Linked DNA regions of Mus musculus: all the other regions are linked to region 2. The links are chromatin contacts, called in public HiCAR-type and HiChIP or PLAC-seq maps. All regions are on one chromosome and are shown on one strand. Each heading gives the region's core, a stretch centred on a gene start, on an enhancer-like site or on the middle of the called end of the contact. The rest is flanking DNA. Distances are from core to core; before and after follow the strand shown. Region 1 holds the start of Stk4 (serine/threonine kinase 4). Region 2 holds the start of Dnttip1 (deoxynucleotidyltransferase, terminal, interacting protein 1). Region 3 overlaps Stk4 (serine/threonine kinase 4).

Region 1 (3,239 bases), core at 69-2,568, 670 kb after region 2:
AAGTACTCCTTTGAGTGCCTCAGCACACCACACTAAGTCAAACCTGAGCCCATCTCAACAAGCTGTTTGTTTGATTCCATGTTTGTGTACTTCCAACAGACCCTGCCTCCCCTAAGAGTGCTGCCCAGGCTTTCACACACACACACACACACACACACACACACACACACACACACACCACCTCTCCGGTGCCCGGCACTCCCTTACTCTGAACACTTCCTATTTTAGTGCTCATTCTGCTGCAGGAAGTCAAATGTCTTCTCTGTGAAACCCAAGTTTTTAGCTGTGTCTGAGAGAAGCACGACTCCCTCAGGCTCTAGGCTTTTTTTCTCCAGGTGAGACGGGGAGTGGTCCAGCACAACAGCAGTCAGTTCATCTTGACCCAAAACAACTCTAGATACTTCTAGAATCTAGAGCCAAGAGAGTATCGAAACAGAATTTGAACAGGACAAAGTCTGGCTGAGCCTACTGTGTCTAAACTCTATTTATTGGACCTCAGATTACCCACTCCCGGGTTGGTGTTTGTTTGTTTGTTTGTTTGTTCTTTATCAACGTCCCAACTTTGGGTGTTGGAAGGCTGAGGACGATTTGAAAAAAAGTAGGCAGTCACTCATGAACTCAGTAATAAAAGCCATTACCGCCATCACTACTAATACATCATCCTACATGGGGCGGACACCCTGAAGCCCCTTGGAAACTCTAGCCCCCCATAACCCTTTCTCCATTACTAGAACCGTGAAACGTTGGTACTGACACAGTAAGGCAGTTAGGAGCAATGACTTGGGACAGAACCACCAGGACCCAAAATCCCCGCTCCACCCCTTACTTAGCCATGGGACCTCCAATCAATGTTTCTAACGACTTCTGCCTCGAAAGCGAAGCAACAGGGTTAAGTCCTCGCTCACCCGGCCTCAGCATTCGCCCCTACATCCTCGGGTCCCTTCTTGGGGCGCCTTCCCCGGCCTCTGCTGGGGTCTCCCCTAACTTGTCCGCACGTTGCCCAGAGAGTGCTCTCTCTAAGCAAAACCACTTCTGCCCGGGCCAGCGGACGCTCCCTCCTCTCTCGGCAGGTGCTACTGCAGCCCGGTCACCAGCCTCGCGGGTCCCTCTCCTCCCGGCCCGAGCTCGCACGCCGGGGTCTACCCTCAGCAAGCTCGCGCCTTCTCTCCTCACCCAACTCTCTTGCCTCTCAGCCTACGGCCCCTCACCTGCGCGGTGGGTTCCTCAGCTGCACGGTCTCCATGGCGCTGCCGGCAGCCGCCCAGACTGCCTCAATGCTCCATCCTCCCGGAGCCCGCCCCGCGAACCCTCCCACACTTCCGCTTTCCGCCCCTACCGGAAGCGAGAGGAGGCTGGGCGGAGCGGCGGGAGTCACGTGGCACAGTGGCGGGCGGATACAGAAGTCAGAAAGCCGAAGAGGTGCCTCTCGGGCGGCCTCTAGTGGCCCGAGTGTCAGCGACACCCTCTCCTTGACTTGCCTTTGGACTGAATACTTTCAAGCCTGACTCCTTGAGGGTTCTCCAGTTTCTCAGATGGGGAGGCTGTTAGCAAAGCACGGGCTTGATAAGTGAGTTCTTAAAATATATATATATAAATATATATATATATTTATATATATGTATATATATATTTATATATGTGTGTATATATATATTTATATATGTGTGTATATATATATTTATATATGTGTATATATATATATTTATATATATTTATATATATTTATATATATTTATATATATTTATATATATATTTTATATATGTGTGTGTGTGTATATATATATTTATATATATTTATATATATATATTATATATATATATATATATAGAGAGAGAGAGAGAGAGAGAGAGAGAAAGAAAAAGAAGTGAGTTCATATTAGGGCCAAGGGGAAAAGCCCCAAGCCCTCTGTAAACTAGGGCGCAGTCAAGAAACCATCAAAATCTCTGCTCCAAGACTGGAGAGGTTTTATTGTAGATGAGACCAAACAGCATCTGGAAGACTCCTGAGCAGAGAGAAAAAAACAGACTGGCCAAGGCCAGGGCTATATCTTCCGGGCAGAAAAAATTAGCGAAGAGGGAGAAGAGCCGGTCGGGACCTTGCTGTAGCGTAACTGCTGCGGAGGGGAGTGTGCAAGTTGTAATCTGGAACAGCCTGGGAGCATAGTGGAGGAGGTAAGGAGGGCCAGGCTGCTTTGCTACTCATAACAGATATATGTTACTAGGGACCAAGGACCCTGCAGGTTAGCTTGGCTTAAGTCTCCTTTACCAAAGGCAAGGACGATAAAGGAGTGACTCCTTTTGGTAGACAGAAACCAACAGGTTACAGAGGACTACTCGGGTCTGTCCACCAGCAATCCTTTTGTTTACACTTTCAATATTCAACACAAGCCTTCCCTTTTGGGGGAGGAATTGGGGGTTCGCTTTGGACCTGGCACACCCCCAAAAACGGAAAGATCCACTAATTTAGTCCAAAATGACAGTCTAGACTCAGCTCAAGCCGATAGGGTTATTGACAAAAATAAAGCTCAAGGGCTGGAGGGGTGGCTCAGTGGTTAAGAGCACTGACTGCTCTTGAAGAGGTTCTGAGTTCCATTCCCAGCAACCACATGGTGGCTCACAACCTGTAATGGGATCTGATGTCCTCTTCTGGCGTGTGACTGAAGACAGCTGCAGTGTACTCACATACATAAAATCAATAAATCTTTTTAAAAAAATAAAACTCACAGATTTCTGAAGTTCCGTCGCTGAGCCCTCACCGTTCTGTTTTTAGGGGCGTAGTGGGTATATTTTTAGTTTAGGGTTGTTTGTAGGGATTTGTTTGAAGCAGCATCTGTATATTCCCTGACTGGCCTGGAACATGCTATGTAGACCAGGCTGGCCTCAAATTCAGAAACCAACCTGCCTCTACCTCCTAAGTGCCGGGATTAAAGCGTCCACCACCAAGCCCAGCTCCAGTGTTATCCATGTGTATTCACTGTATTCATCTGTATCCATCTGTATTCACCCACTAAATAAGTTTTATGGTCCACAAGATGCCAGGCGCTTTCCAGCTTTCTGGAATCCTGATCCCGACATCTCAGGTTTCAGCTGATTCTCTGCCTCAGAGGCTCTCTGTGGCCTGCTCAGGTTTAACAGCCTCCACAGGGGTATTTCCTATTGTTTGCCTTCCCCAATCTCCAGGTTCTCCCAGCATCCCTCAGTGCCTACCTGCCATGCCATGCCCCCACCCCTGAACTTT
Region 2 (3,654 bases), core at 594-3,093:
GCAGAGGTCAGAAGAGGGCACTGGAGCCTGCACCTGAGTTACAGGAGGCTGGGAGTGGCCTGATGTGAGTGCTAGGAACTACAATTGAGTCCTGTGCAGGAGCAGCAAGCACCCCTAACCACTGAGGCTGTATTTTCCAGCCTCCATTCTGTTTTTTCTTGTCTAAGGGGTCTTACTGTGCTGTCCAGGCTGGCTGTCAGCTGCCTCAGCCTCCTGAGTGGTCGGGCACGTACGCTGCAGCACCTGGCTGTACAGTCTTGTTTAGTAGTACAGTTGGCTTTAGTCACCAGGTCCTCACCTTCATGTACTTGTTGAAGACACCCTGGATCTCCTCATTGATGCTAGGCTGCAGGACAGCACGGAGGAGATCCATAGAGATGGCTGGGTCTGTGAAACTGGGGTTGTTGGGGAGACAGAGTCAGGGGAGTGTTCCAAACAGACCTTCCCAGACTACTCAGCTAGTTAGCAACATGGGATTCTAAAATTTATTTCATTATAACTCTGTGAAATAGGAATTATTTTCCAAGTATTTTATGAAATATAATACACACATATTTTTTCTTTTCCTTTTTTAGAGACAGAGTCTCACTATGTAGTCTGGTTGTCTTGGAACTCACTACATAGATCAGGCTGGCCTTAAACTCACAGAGGTCTGCCTGCCTCTGCCAAGTATTGTAATTAATAAATGATTATCACTATCCCAGGTCAAAAATACAAGAAGAATTCCCAAGGCCCATCCCTTCCCCAGGCTGGATGCCCCATGTCAAAGCTGAGAAAACAGAGTCTAAGAAAAGCTAAAGGCTTGTGTTAACAAACATCTCAGTCTGCATTAGAACAGATGTCTGTAATCTTGAATTCACATCCTCTGACTTACAGACTTCAATCACGGAGACAGACTAGACGTTCATTCCTTCCCTGCTTGGTTAGGATGTGGACCTGACAAGGTGACAGGAAGTTACAGCCTCCCCACTCCTGTGCTCTTTACGGGCTGTTGATCTCAGACTCCTACAGTGGGGTTCCCAAAGCACTCACTGCAGTCCACACAACTGGATCTCAGGTCTCACCCAGGTCGAGCCTTACCTTGTGGTCATCTGAGATCGGCGGCCCCTTCGCTGCACCTGCCGATGTTTTATCATTATGTTCCAAGGGTTCTGTTGGGGACCAAGTGGGCAAATGTCACCGAGGCTTCTCATAGTGAGGATGAGGAGAAAGTGAGTATGGCGCTAAACCTAGACGTTCCTGCTTCTCACTTCTCCCACCTTGGGGTGAAGGGGAATTAATTCAGTGGCTGGAAGACCCTGTCAGGGTGGAGGAACTGGGAAAATGTTTTCTGTCACCAATGTCCAAAGCTCGCTTTTTCTGGAAGAGCAAGAGGAAGGGCAGCAGTGTTTACCTAGGGTCTACTATGAGGCGGGTGACGAGTCAGGGCGTTCTACCCGCCTTTATCAGCCCATCCCACCACAACTCCAGCAAGCTCGGGTTATTGCTGTTCATTTCACAGAAGAGAAACCTGGCGCTCAGAGGGTGTCACATCAGGCCCACGTCACCTAGCTACAATCTGAATCCAGCTTGTAGCGGCACTGAGAAAACGACATTCCCAGGGCCGCACGGCCGCCGCGTTCTTTCGCCCGCGGGCCCGGGGCCCGGGAGCCCGAGGCCCTGCCCGGCCCGAGCCCCGGCCTCGCCCGGGCGCCCTCACCGTGAGAACCGGCTGGCCCGCCGCGCCCGCGTCGCCCAGCTCCAGGCCACCTCGCTCCGCCCCGCCGGGGCCCCGCGGCTGCTCGGTGTCGCCAGTCGCCCCCATGGCGCCCCCCGGCCCACAACAACCTCAGCTCGACTCAGCCACCGGAAAGCGGCGCCGTGACGTCACGGGAGCGCCCGAGCCACCCGGCCGGAAGCGCGACGCGCGTGCGCCGTGGGGTTGCTATGGGAACCGAACTGCCGCCTAGGAGCCACCTCGTCTTTGGTGTCGGGGACGACGTTGAGGCTTCCAGACCCCTGGGAGACAACGGCTGGGGACCGAGTGTGGGTGTTCGGGGGCCATTCAGTCAAGGGACGAGGGCGGTGTGAGGGCAGCAGAGCATACACTTCAGCGGGGGAGCACGGGGCTTCGGATGAGGGCAGCCCGAAGTTCAATCTTTGAAAACCGCAGGAACATCTGAAATCTTAGCACAGCCTCCCCCGAATTGGAGTAGTCTGACTCAGGAACCGGGAAAGCCAACAAAAGAAGGGGTTGTTGGTGCCACCCTAAATACCCAAACACCTAAACACCATACTACTAGCCTTTGCGGGCTGCCGCTTGTGTCGAAAGGCATCAGAATGAAAGTTGGGTTTTGGCTTGTGAACTAGTCCTGTTGCAGAGAGCTGGCCTTCTCTCCCCTAGATGGTTGATTCTGGGATAGGTAGGGGATGAAAGGTTTAACAACTGTGGCGTTCTCCAGAGCTCCTCTTAGCACTACCTCAGAGAGGTAAGCTGTCTGTGAAAGAATTCGGATTCAGTTACGGGTGATAAAATAACTCTTCTCGGGTCACAAGAAGCAGGTAGTGTAACGTATATGAATTTTGTGTTAGGAAAGATCTAGATTCCAACCTGATGTGATATGATCGTTAACGTTGGATAGGGCCTGGTGTGATAACATAACCCCAACACCGAGGAAGGAAGTAGCTGTGGTGTAGAGCTGTCTCAAAGCCAAAGGCTAAGAACATTGGCTGTGGGACTGGATCGCTTACCGCTATTCTCCTGCATACTAATTGCACGGTCATTCGTCCACAGTTTCAAGTATTCCAGCCTGGACCATGTAACTAAGGATCTGCCTCCACCTCCACAATGCCGGTTCACAGGCATGCCACAGTCCACGTTTGGTTTATGTCGTGTTGGAAATTGACCCCAGAGTCGTCATATGGTTGATACTAGGGCTGGATTATTTTATGCAAAGCACTTAAAACTTTGGTATAAGTAACTCCTTAAATTATTCTAATATAATAGTAATTTCCAGCAACCGTCACTTAAGGACTTTTTCCTCTGAAATATTATTGTATGTATTAAAATACTGCATATAAAACACATATTAGATAATCAACAATGCCAGTTTTGTTCCATGTTCCAACGTCCACTTTTATTTTTTTAGGTTTACTTATGTGTATGAGTGTTTTGCTGGTATGCATGTATGTATGTACATCATTTATGTACCTGGTATCCGCAGAGGTCAGAATAGGGTATTGGATCCTTTGGAAATAAAGTTATGGATAATTGTAAATTTCCCTGTGGGTGCTGGGAACTGAACCCTGGTCCTCTACAAGAGCAACACATGCTCCATGACTGCTGGGCCATCTTTCTAGCCCCAACATCCACCTTTTAACAAGGCACTTCCTTGCTTTAAACAATGGTGGCTTTTTTGTTTTTGTTTTCCCTTAGGCAAGACCCTCCTCTGTAGCTCTAGGCTGAGCTTCAATTTAGGCCCAAGCTGACAGTGTAATCTACCTGTCTCTCTCTGCCTTCCCAAGACTGGAATGGCAAGCAGACACTACCATGCCTGGCTTTGGATATATGAAGATAGTCTTTTGTTGTTACGTTTTTACCTGTACTCTGCCCTTAACCTTACTGGGCTCAGCGGTGTCACTGGACACTATTAGATATCACAGCCAATGGAGGAC
Region 3 (3,235 bases), core at 455-2,954, 650 kb after region 2:
GAAACAATACTCGAGGCATAATCAGATGAGTCACTAAAGAAAGTCAAATGGCGGGCTGGAGAGATGGCTCAGCGGTTGAGAGCACTGACTGCTCTTCCAGAGGTCCTGAGTTCAATTCCCAGCAACCACATGATGGCTCACAACCATCTATAATGGAATCTGATGCCCTCTTCTGGTGTGTCTGAAGACAGTTACCGTGTACTCATACATATAAAATAAATAAATAAATAAACAAATCTTAAAAAAAAAAAAAAAAAAAAAAGAAAGTCAAATGGCCAAGAACCATAAAGATTTTCAATTATTAAAATACAGTTATTAAAATTTTTTAAATTTAAACTAGTACTAATAAAAAACATACATGAAACATCTGATCACTGGAGTATGAGAAAGTACAACCTCACCAACTGGCAATATTTAGTAAACTTTTTTAAAATATCTATATCTCTCTAACCAAGTATCTTTCTAGACATTTACCTTACATGTGAGTACCCTAAACCATACACACAAAAGTAGAATGTTCAAGTGACTACCAAGCCAGGGACACCTCTACCTCAGCTACTCCAAAGGCCACCTGAACAACATAGCTCAAGATCAAGACAATGCTGCGGTACTCTGTCTCAATAATTAAGCACCTAACCTGAGTTACATAACAATAATAAAAATAATTTTTTAAGAAATCACCACACAGGTGCCTAACACTTGTAATCTGAGTCCTCAGGGAGCTGAGGTAAGAAGATCTCAGAGAATTCAAGGCCAGCCTGGACTGCACAGTGAGTTCCAGAATGGCAGGGAACCTAGAATGAAACCTAGTCTCAAAATCATAAATAAGTAAGACCAGCCTTTAATCTCAGCATCCAAGGCGGCAGAGGCAAACAGATCTTTGTGCATGCTTTCTAGGCCATTCTGATCTACATAGCAAGTTCCAGGCCAGCCAGGAATACCTAGTAAGACCCTGCTCAAAAAGAAAAATAAATATTACAATACATACGTATATACTGAAATACCATGTTAAAAATTCTCTCAAGAGGCAGGCAGAGTGAACATTCACCTACAGCCCACACACGAGAGACACAGCAAAAGGCTCTTAATTTTGAGGATAGACAGAACTAAATAGCAAACCTCTATTTCAAATGAAAACAGGTATGGAAAACGTGTAAGCTATTGCAACACCAAAAGAAATAGTTTACAAAATATTGAAGAATACAGCTTTATTTCTGTGAAAACAAAACAACAGTCAAGAGAATGCAACACCCAGTCAACAGAAACGCCAGGGCCGCACAAGAGCAGCCTGGAGTGATAAGCACTGTTAGGAACGGTCACAGCTAGAGGGCAGAGCTACTCAGATGTTTTCCTTCTTACACTCGGTAACACTCCCTTGGTTTATATGTGCAATTAGAAAAATCGTCTTAAAGCTGAGATATAAAAAATGGTCCCAAGGTTCCCCTGTGGTTTGAAGAAGGGTATATGGCACTTACTACACTAATAAGCAGGTAAACGCTTTCCCAGAATCTTGCTACAACTGATGCACAGTTAGGGAGAGGACTTCCAAACCCAGCAAAGATACAGACAAGTCTCCCATCCCTATTCCCATACTCCTGAAGTGCCTGTGACTTAGGTTATGTCAGTTAGGAGCAATGACAGATGGCACTTCTAAGCTAACCTCACACTGTCCACCAAATTTAAAACAACAACAACAAAGGAAACAACTTGGGCTTAATCATTTCCTTAGCAGAAACCTCAAACTTGCCAGCATGTTTTCAAATGGTGATACCCAGAGTTATTTTTACTAGATTATTTAAACCAGAAGTGGATAGCTACATAAAGGAAAGTGTTTTGAGAATTATGTAACCTGTGTATCCTAAACTCCAATTAGTTACAGAGTTATTAAGTACAACAGAGCAACAGAAAGCGTTAAACCCAAAAACTGGCTCATATAACTATATACGCACACAATCAAAAGCCCGTCAGCTCTCTATGCCACACAGACAATTTAACATGCTTTCAAACCAGTGTGAGAAGGACAGAATATCCCCAAACTACAAAGCACTGGCCAAGGGTGGTGGCACAAACCTTTAACCCCAGCATTTGGAGCTAGAGGCAGGCAGATCTCTCTGAGTTCAAGGCCACCTGGTCTATATCAAAGTTCTAGACCAGCCAGTACTATGTAATGATACCCTATCTCAGTGGAGGAGGAAGAGGAGGAGGAAGAGGAGGAAGAGGAAGAAAAAGAGGAGGAGGAAGAGGAGGAAGAGGAACAGAAACAAACTAAAACCTAGGTAGTCATGTATGAAACTCTAAACTTAAATTCCATCTAGGGCTGGTGAGATGGCTCAGTGGGTAAGAGCACTGACTGCTCTTCCGAAGGTCCTGAGTTCAAATCCCCGAACCACATGGTGGCTCACAACCATCTGTAATGAGATCTGACGCCCACTTCTGGTGTTTCTAAAGACAGCTACAGTGTACTTATGTATAATAATAAACAAATCTTTAAAAAAAATTCTATCTAATACTTTTACCAAAATAAGTTCAAATAAGGTAACTCTCAAATATAGAAAACAAAGCCCAGAAGAATACTGAAGTATAGATGAACTGGTATATGGTGCTGGAACAGAACACCAAAGATAAAAATCCAGAGAGAGATGGAGACAGATATTGATTTTCCTTAAAAAAAAAAAAAACTTTAGAAACTAAAGGACAAGCAGGCCGGCCAGCTCAGTGGTTAGGAACACTCCCTAGTCTTCTGGAGGACCTGAATTTGGCTCCCAACAACCATGTGGCTCCCAACCACCTATAACTCCAGCTCCAAAAGATCCAACACCCTCTTCTGGCTTTCCAAAGGCACTGCACCCAACACACAAAAATAAAACTTTAAAATACAAATTTGAGAGGGGTGTGTGTGTGTGTGTGTATGTATGTGAGAGAGAGAGAGAGAGAGACAGACAGACAGACAGACAGACAGACAGACAGAATGAATGAATAAACATGAATCTGAGATGGGGATAGAATATGAATCTAAGCCTGCCCAGCCGGTCCTTAGTTCACTCTTGTACTCTAAGCAGCCCTGACAGACGGAGGCTTCAAGACCAAGCTACACAGGGAATTCCAGGCCAGCCTTGGCTACAGGATGAGGCTGTGCCTAAAAGGGAGGGAAGGAACCCAGAGTGATGAGGCACACACTCTGCACCCGGGAGGCAGAAGCAGGGCCTCTGAGTTTGAGGTCAGCCTGGTTTACAGA

Evidence for each region. HiCAR-type assays count read pairs that join an accessible place to other places. HiChIP or PLAC-seq counts read pairs in DNA pulled down with a chosen protein or histone mark.
Region 1: a contact with region 2 is called in a HiCAR-type map of astrocytes, with 3 times the contacts expected there. The contact joins the promoter of Stk4 here to the promoter of Dnttip1 in region 2. A contact is called at or near these places in 3 of 39 promoter capture datasets (hippocampal neurons, liver and pre-B cells) and 3 of 115 datasets of contacts at active chromatin or transcription factors (astrocytes, bone marrow-derived macrophages and embryonic midbrain).
Region 3: a contact with region 2 is called in an H3K4me3 HiChIP or PLAC-seq map of bone marrow-derived macrophages, with 3 times the contacts expected there. The contact joins the enhancer-like site here to the promoter of Dnttip1 in region 2. A contact is called at or near these places in 3 of 39 promoter capture datasets (hippocampal neurons, liver and pre-B cells), 2 of 484 Hi-C or Micro-C datasets (the G1E-ER4 cell line and cortical neurons), 1 of 115 datasets of contacts at active chromatin or transcription factors (bone marrow-derived macrophages) and 1 of 9 other capture datasets (pancreatic islet).

What each region holds. Positions count from the first base shown.
Region 1 is chr2:164,072,217-164,075,455 of GRCm38.p6, reverse strand. It overlaps Stk4 (serine/threonine kinase 4), which reads right to left and starts at 1,318. Exons shown (of 11, transcript NM_021420.4): 1 at 1,209-1,318. The coding sequence starts at 1,243.
Region 2 is chr2:164,744,204-164,747,857 of GRCm38.p6, reverse strand. It overlaps Dnttip1 (deoxynucleotidyltransferase, terminal, interacting protein 1), which reads right to left and starts at 1,843. Exons shown (of 13, transcript NM_133763.1): 1 at 1,700-1,843; 2 at 1,081-1,151; 3 at 299-395. The coding sequence starts at 1,804. It also overlaps a transcript of Wfdc3 not described here.
Region 3 is chr2:164,092,435-164,095,669 of GRCm38.p6, reverse strand. All of the region lies in intron 5 of Stk4 (serine/threonine kinase 4), which reads right to left. Among named protein-coding and RNA genes, the nearest start is that of Stk4, 20 kb to the right of the region's middle. Within about 2 kb of position 1,704, at least 28 of the 459 cell types and tissues checked have an H3K27ac peak or open chromatin away from gene starts, as enhancers often do. A contact at or near this core is called in bone marrow-derived macrophages and pre-B cells, where this site is marked.